2 separate regions of the Mus musculus genome follow, and region 1 is linked to region 2. A link is a contact called in public promoter capture Hi-C data. All regions are on one chromosome and are shown on one strand. The core of a region is the stretch at or near the end of the contact, and the rest is flanking DNA. Distances in the headings are between cores, read along the strand shown.

Region 1 (3,775 bases), core at 1,064-3,563, 830 kb after region 2:
ACTTGATGCGAGATTTTATTATTGAACGATTTGGTAGGGTATAGGAGAACTATTGAAGCCTTCAGGAATGCAGGGCTCTCCACTTGTCCAGAGGACCACGATTGGGGATATATTTGACACCACAGCCATCAGGAATGAGCCGCTTCTCAGCAACCATGTCTTCAAATTCATCTGCATTAAACTTGGTGAAGCCCCACTTCTTTGAGATGTGGATCTAGAAGGAAATAGAAAATAACAAACTCAGCAAGGAGGACCAGAGCAAGAAAACAGAAGAACTTAAATACCACTACCTACCTTCTGGCGGCCAGGGAACTTGAACTTGGCTCTTCGCAGAGCCTCAATCACATGTTCCTTGTTCTGCAACTTGGTTCGGATGGACATGATGACCTGGCCAATGTGAACCCTGGCCACTGTGCCCTGGGGCTTCCCAAAGGCACCACGCATCCCTGTCTGGAGCCTAGATCAGGGACAACATTGTGATCAGAGGCCTGATTACCAACTGCCAGAAAATTGTCTCCAAGGTCCCTTGAGGCAGCCCATATAGATAATAGGCTACATACACTACCAAGGAGGCTGCTGTTTGCAACCATTGCACACCAAAGTCCCCATGGGAAAAGGGGACTTGGTCGGCTTAATTAGCTGCACAAAAAATCAAAGAAATCCCTAAAAATACTGCTGGACAGTGGTGGTTTTTAATCACTTGGGAGGCAGAGGCAGGCAGATCTCAGATATGCCTGGTGTACATTAAGTTCCCGGACAGCCAGGGATACAGAGAAACCCTGTCTCAAAACCAAATAAAACACCAGCTTACCTGTCAGCCCCAGCACAGGACAACATCTTGTTGATACGGATGACATGGAAAGGGTGGAGCCTCACTCGGATATGAAAGCCATCCTTGCCACAACTCTTTACCATGTATTTGTTGGCACAAATACGGGCAGCCTCCAGTGCTGAATGGGGAAATAACAGCAGTGAAACAGGGTGTCAGGACATTGAATAAATTATAATATATAATCCACAAGTACACAAGAAATGCCAATTAACACACCGGGCATGGTGGTCCATGCCTTTAATCCCAGCACTTGGGAGGTGGATTTCTGAGTTTGAGGCCAGCCTGGTCTACAAAGTGAGTTCCAGGACAGCCAAGGCTACAGAGAAACCGTCTCGAAAAACCAAAAAAAAAAAAAAAAAGAGCCAATTAACAAATGGGAGCTGTCTCACCTTCAGAAGAGAGTTGCTCATATTCATCTGACACCATATGGCCACAAAGTGGGAATTCATCAACTTTTGCTTTCTTCCGTCCCAAATCAAAGATTCGGATCTTAGCATCTGAAAAACACGTGGTTTAAAGTTCTCGAGAAGTGGGGAATAGACAAACACCGATCCAGTTCGAAGTTTGTCACTACTTACCAGGGACACCACGGCAGAAACGAGACTTTGGGTATGGCTTGTTCTTACAATACCGGTAACTATAGAAGGAAGGAAACTCAGGTGTGATTAATGGTGACAACAGGACTAAACCAGCTCTGAATCCAGTTTCCATTCAGGGTAACTGATTCTAAGGCAACTTGTTGTTAAACAATTACACAAATTATAAAACAGAAAAAGAATCATGCACTAGCATCACCCTCTAACCAGAGTTGGGTGAGATATCACAATTTTCCTAGCATGTGACAGAAGACCCGCCTTAGCCACGTTAAGAGAATATGGCGTCCTCTTCAGGACACGCGTTTAGGCGGCGCCTACGGACTGGTCAGCCCTTGGTGTCCTGTTAAAAACCACAAAGCTCAAGGCCGGAAATAAAAGACGGACGCAAAAGTGACCAAGAAGGCCTGGTAGGCGTTGTAAAAAGGCTCATTTGCGACGCAGAGGATTGGATGCACACGGACATGCTAGTTCTACCCAAGCGCTTTAGTATTGGGTAACGCCACCCACAGCCTCAAAATAAAGGTCCCAGTAAAGTATTAAAGAAAACCCGAAGTCAGTCTTTACTTCAGGGTCTCTAAGTGGCAGAGAGTCCACCCATAAAAAAAAAGTCTTTCGAAAGAAATGCATTTTTCCCTCAGTTTTCACAGTAGGAAGATTGCATGGGTTCAGCACTCACCACCGGGCGGGGCGGCGGCCCATGATGACAATAGGATCGTCGGTGGCTGTAATGAAACAGTCAAAGAATACAGACACAGAATAAGTGTAAAAAAAATCCCAAAGAAAAATTACGAGACCATCGTAAAAAACCGTGACCGAACTCACTCACCGCGCCAGAGGAAAAGAGACGCTCCCACGCCTGCTCACGCCTTATATAGGCGGCCTATCTTCCACTGTAACAACCATAGAGTTACAGCCAGGGGGTGGTGTCGACGCTCTATCAGACGCTAAGATCATAGATGCAGCGCTGCTCTGCGCATGTGTACCAGGCGGGACCGAACGAAGCACAGAGCTTATTGGTGACTGGATACCGGAATAGGGAACTGCATGCTGGCGAATGGGATTTCGACACATAGGCAAGAGAAACCAGCTTCCGCCTGGCCATATTGGGCGGAGAGCCATTGACAGGTTTTGCTATTACGTATGATTGCCAATATTCTAAGACTTGAAAAGGGGAGTCTTTCTCAGTGGAACTGGACCGTCACGGAGGTGTTCCTTTGCTTACAGGGCTCTAGAGTGCTGGTTCAGGCCTTCCTCAAGGCTACAGGAAATGGCGCGAACGTTCCATGGTAGGGACTCCGAAGTTCCTTTGTCACCCGGGAGGTTGGAGACCCACCCACAAAGCTGACGTCTAAGAGCCAACAAAGAGCACCATGATAGGTGCTTGATTGCTTTCAGGAGACCAATTAAAATCTCCCTTAGAGGAAAAAAATCTCCGTTAGGCGCTCACTGTCCTCCTCGCTAGTTGGGCCCGCCCCACTCTAATTCTCAGGAAAAGACGTGTTCTTAGGGAGACTGGAGACTGGGCAAAGACGATGGCGATATCATTACTTCCTACTAGCCCCAGGAGGGTCGCGGTGCTGTGGGCCACGCCCTAGTAGGAGAGTCGGAGTTCCTTTGCCCCAGATTCCGAGAGAAAAACTAGGTGTAGCACACCTCTTCTTTTCACTATGAAGAATTCAAAATGTACATCTGGGTGTGTCTAGAAGGATTGGCAGCTAACCACTAACTACTCTCCCATATAAGGTTACAATCTAGGGAGGCACCAGAACGGGAACACTGTTCTGATCTAGGAGCACGTGTCTGAGCATCATCAGTCACTCAGACTCTATGAATTTGTGCCTCTTGTGTCACTTAGGGAGACATGATAGGAACAAAAGTATAGGGACCAAGGGCCTTCCCTCCCAACATCCCATGGTGCCGCTCCCTGGTTACATGTGCCCAGCTTGTTCCAGCACATTTAAGATTCCCAGCCACAAACCAGAGCTACTAGATTGCTTCTGCCAAATAGCTTCCCTGTGACACTTATCCAGTTCCTGGAGGCTTCACAAATTGATATCTATCCTCTGAAAACAGTTCTGTCCTGCCAGTCCTCTCCACCTGATTGGTATTTGTGCAGTTGTGGAGGTGGCTGTTTCTTTAGCTGGAGAGAGATAAATGAGAATAGTCTATATATTTTGACCACCTTTTCTTATCTTTCTTTTTGGTTTTTCAAGACAGGGTTTCTCCATTTTGCAAATGTACCACATTTTTCTTCATTTTGTTTGTTTGTTTGTTGAGAAAGGGTTTCTCTGTGTAGTCTTGACTGTCCTGGAACTCTGTAGACCAGGCTGGCCTGGAACTCAGAAAT
Region 2 (3,777 bases), core at 706-3,205:
GTAATGGGATCCAATGCCCTCCTCTTCTGGTGTGTCTGAAGACAGTTACAATATACTCACATAAAAGAAATAATTGTTAAAAAAAAAAGTGGCCTAGGATCACATATACTCTTATTTCAAAGGCGTCTGGCTTCAAAACCCCATGTTCTTAGGCACTGAAACAGTCTACAGGAGTTGATTTCAAAAGTGCAATTGTCTAAAACCTAACAGCAATTGACATTTTGGTGACATACTATATTCCATGCTACATCATTTAAAGTTTTCTAAATGTAAACTATGCTGGCAGTGAGCATTCCTTTTTTGAGACAGGGTCTCTTTATGTAAACTAGGCTTGCCTGGCCCACTGGAATAAAGAGCATGCAACACAACACCCCAGCAGTAAGCATTAACTAGAAATAATATGGAATTCAAGCATCCATCTGATACACAGAAAACATACCTTTAGTAACAAGGGCCACTGAGAAGTGTCTAATTGAGCCACTTTAGATTCTGGTTTGATAAGAAATTCTTCAGCATGTTGTATTTCCTTCAATAGAGCAGAAACATTTCTCAGCTTAATTTTGGAAGTGCATGCCTTTTAAACAAGAGGAAAGGAGGGGTGTGATTTCTGAAACCCAGGTCACTCAACTTTAGGAAGATCAAGTTGAATCCAAATATTTTAACAAAACCATGGGTCTGCTGATGGAGTAAGGCAGAGAAATTCAGGGTCAATAGCTCACCATTTAGCATGCCATGCATGTTAGAAAATTTCTCTGGGAGTTGTATGATTTCAGGTTTTTGCCCGTTCTACATAATGACCACTAAGTACTAGCATATTGATTGAGAATATTTAAAAGCACTTTCCCCCTTTAATGTGCTGTTTACTAAATTATCTCAATCAGTCGAAGCAAAGTAAATTTCTACTCACGGCAACATCATCTTCTTGTAATGGCTTCCGGTCTTTTTTCTTCTTATGCTTCTTTGGGAATGTAATTACTACAAGAAACAAACTCAATATTTGAAGATTTTGAAAACTAAAACCAAAGTTTAAAATTAACTCTAAAATCGGGACAAAGAAAACATTTTAAAGTCTGACATTACTGGAGAGAACTTACGTTTGTGAGGCCAAACACTAGGATGGCTTGGCTGGTAAATGACTCTAGCACGTGTTGGCTTCCCTTCGGGTTCTCCACGTGGCTGTGGCAAGGCCAAATATTACTTAGGGAAGCACTTGTCCACAGGCTGGAAAGTTTCACAAACGAACACTGCACTGTCCATAGGGGCTTGTGATCTCTTAAAGTTTTTCTTGTAGGTCTGAGTTACACTTGCTTCCAACTCCTCTGTTCCTTTCCTTCCTAACCCTTGCTCTGCACCTTTGCTACCCTCATTTCCATAATGTCCTGCCTAGTGCCAGCAGAAATGCTACCGCGTCTCCTTATCACGACACAGTCGCCTCCACGGCTGATGCCTTTGGGAGGGGACCCTGGTAGAATCTTTTGCACGAAGCCAGGATCTAATGAAGCCTAGTCACTGGTCACGAATGCGTGCATTCACAGGTAGAGCCAGAGCCGAGTGGTGAGACAGCCAAACTGCGAGCGGGAACACGGGGAACCGCGGGTCACGATGCAATCTCACTATAACTAGCTCCGGGTCGTGTAGGAGGCCCCACAGGTCTCATGGCACTGCCACCAGAACCTCTTACCTTCTGCATCCGCCATCTTGAACTGCACCGCGTGCGTCCCGCCCAAGCCGCCACAAACTAAGAACTGTAGACTCCTATGGTGTGAGACCCGTCCGGGCACGTCATTAGGACCCGCCCACCGTTGCACCGCCCCTAGCTTGCTGATATAAAAAAGGGACGTAGAGAAGAGGAGGAGGAGGAGGAGGACAGGACGGGGTACGGGGGCAGGAATCTCTACGAACCCGCGGACTGTCTACTCAATCCCATTGGCTGATTCGGCCACGGAGGTGTGACCGCACATGCGCCTGGAAGCTCCCCCTCACTCCTCCCCACCCCAACCCCACACTGCCAACCCTTGGCAGAGCGCCTTGGAACCTTGGCCAGGCTTCTGCAGTAACAGACTACAGCGGGTGGGCTGTACTGTACCCTCCTCCAGTCTAGCTTCAGCTTCAGCACTTGGACATCCTTCTTAGCGCGCTATAAATAGCTGGTTTTAACTCAAACAGACATTTTTTTGCTTGCTATCATGTCAGTTTCAATTGAAAAAGACATTGAGGTACACAGTGTCAAAGTGAAAGCTGTTTACTCCTTGAAATTCCTATTAAGTTATGGCTGTATTGGCCAATAGGAATTGAGTGCAAGCCTCGTGTAAACTTTTAAATTTTCTAGCAGCTACATCAAACTAAAAAGGTTGAAAGTGATTCTGGTAGTTAATTTTACATAACCCTGCGGATCTGGCATGTTATTTTAATACGGAAGCAATATGCAGCAGTGTGTAATGTTTTGCTTTTTTCTGTATGAAGTTTTTTTCCAGTGTGTTTCACACTTAACCTGTACACTTAAGTTCGAATTCCACAGCCTGGACATCAAGTGCAGAGCTCTAGTGGCTGAGATAATGTAACAGCCAGAAAGTAACAGCTCTAGGATTGAGCCCTGACTTTTGTCGGGTAGAGTCTTCTGGCTGTTAATCCGAGCTACTGCCTTTGAGATAAGATCTCTGGAATATCCTCCTTCACCCTGTTTCCTATTCTACCTCTGTAGATTCTTTTGGCTTTCTGGATTCATAACCCATATCTAGTGAATTTGATAGATCATTAGTTATCTTCATTGTAGATGGAATCATTTGCCAATAGTTTTCCAGTTAGTTGTTGCTGACAAAAAAAAAAAAAATAGTATTCTTTTTCTTCTGATCTACAATGCTAAAATCAGATTTTTTCAGTTTTTTTTTCTGTTTTTTTTTTCTTTTTTACTATGACTTACAATGGGTTTTTATGTCTTTATGGAATTCATTTTGCTAATAGTGGTAATGATCAGAATTGACTATTAACAGATAAGACCCTTAGAATTAAATGTTATTTTATAATGCTCCAGTGATAATTAATAGGGTGAGTAAATCTGAAGTACTCATTTGCCATTTGTCCAGTGCCTTCATCTTTGTCCTGTATCTCTATGCTCAAATCTTTTTGGAGAGATTTTGCTTTCGGAGAGTTCCAGAACCCGTGGATTTTTCTTCACTCTTACTTCTCTAACCATCATTATAATGTCTCTATTTCTCCAGTAGCTTCCTGAAGTCCCAACTTTTTCTACTTTCCCTAGATTGTCTTAATAAGCAGCCTGAAAGTATCATTAAACTTAGGTCCTGTTTATGCTTAAAATACTTTTTAAGGGTTGATGATAAGGTTCAACAGTGAAGTGTGAGTGAGTGAGTGAGTGAGTGAGTGAGTGAGTGATGGATGAGAGCAAAGAAAGAAAAGTTCATTCCCCTCAGACAGATTTTCTTAAGCCAAGAGTTAACCTCTGCTTTGCCCCAGGACACAATTTAAAAACCTAGAAGCTGCAGGAGAAAAAAAAATGTGTTTGAAAACAATCTTAAGAGTTTGTAAATGTGTGTCTCTGCACAGGAAAACAAAAAATCCAGTCTCTTCTCAAAGATTAGGGATTTAAGTCTCTGAAGTTTCCCTCTCCTAATTTAGGGTTGGTCAGTTTGAAGAAAGATAGAGTGGTTGATTAGCCTACTGTTTTGTAGCAAGCCCTGAACCAGCCTTGAATTTGTTGAGCTAGTTCACCAGCAGGGTCTCACAGGTGGAAGACAAAGGCTTACAGGGCTTTTGTTTTAT

The links. Promoter capture Hi-C pulls out the DNA fragments that hold promoters and counts their contacts.
Region 1: a promoter capture Hi-C map of erythroid cells shows a contact between it and region 2, with 6 times the contacts expected there. The contact joins the promoter of Rpl10 here to the promoter of Dkc1 in region 2. A contact is called at or near these places in 2 of 39 promoter capture datasets (embryonic stem cells and erythroid cells), 5 of 115 datasets of contacts at active chromatin or transcription factors (astrocytes, embryonic stem cells and memory CD8 T cells) and 1 of 9 other capture datasets (embryonic stem cells).

The regions. Positions count from the first base shown.
Region 1 is chrX:74,269,354-74,273,128 of GRCm38.p6, reverse strand. It overlaps Rpl10 (ribosomal protein L10), which reads right to left and starts at 2,313. Exons shown (of 7, transcript NM_052835.3): 1 at 2,255-2,313; 2 at 2,105-2,150; 3 at 1,411-1,469; 4 at 1,222-1,329; 5 at 812-950; 6 at 295-457; 7 at 1-214. The coding sequence starts at 2,127. The coding sequence ends at 62. It overlaps Snora70 (small nucleolar RNA, H/ACA box 70), which reads right to left and starts at 637; the gene lies at 509-637.
Region 2 is chrX:75,094,032-75,097,808 of GRCm38.p6, reverse strand. It overlaps Dkc1 (dyskeratosis congenita 1, dyskerin), which reads right to left and starts at 1,955. Exons shown (of 15, transcript NM_001030307.2): 1 at 1,682-1,955; 2 at 908-975; 3 at 440-526. The coding sequence starts at 1,697.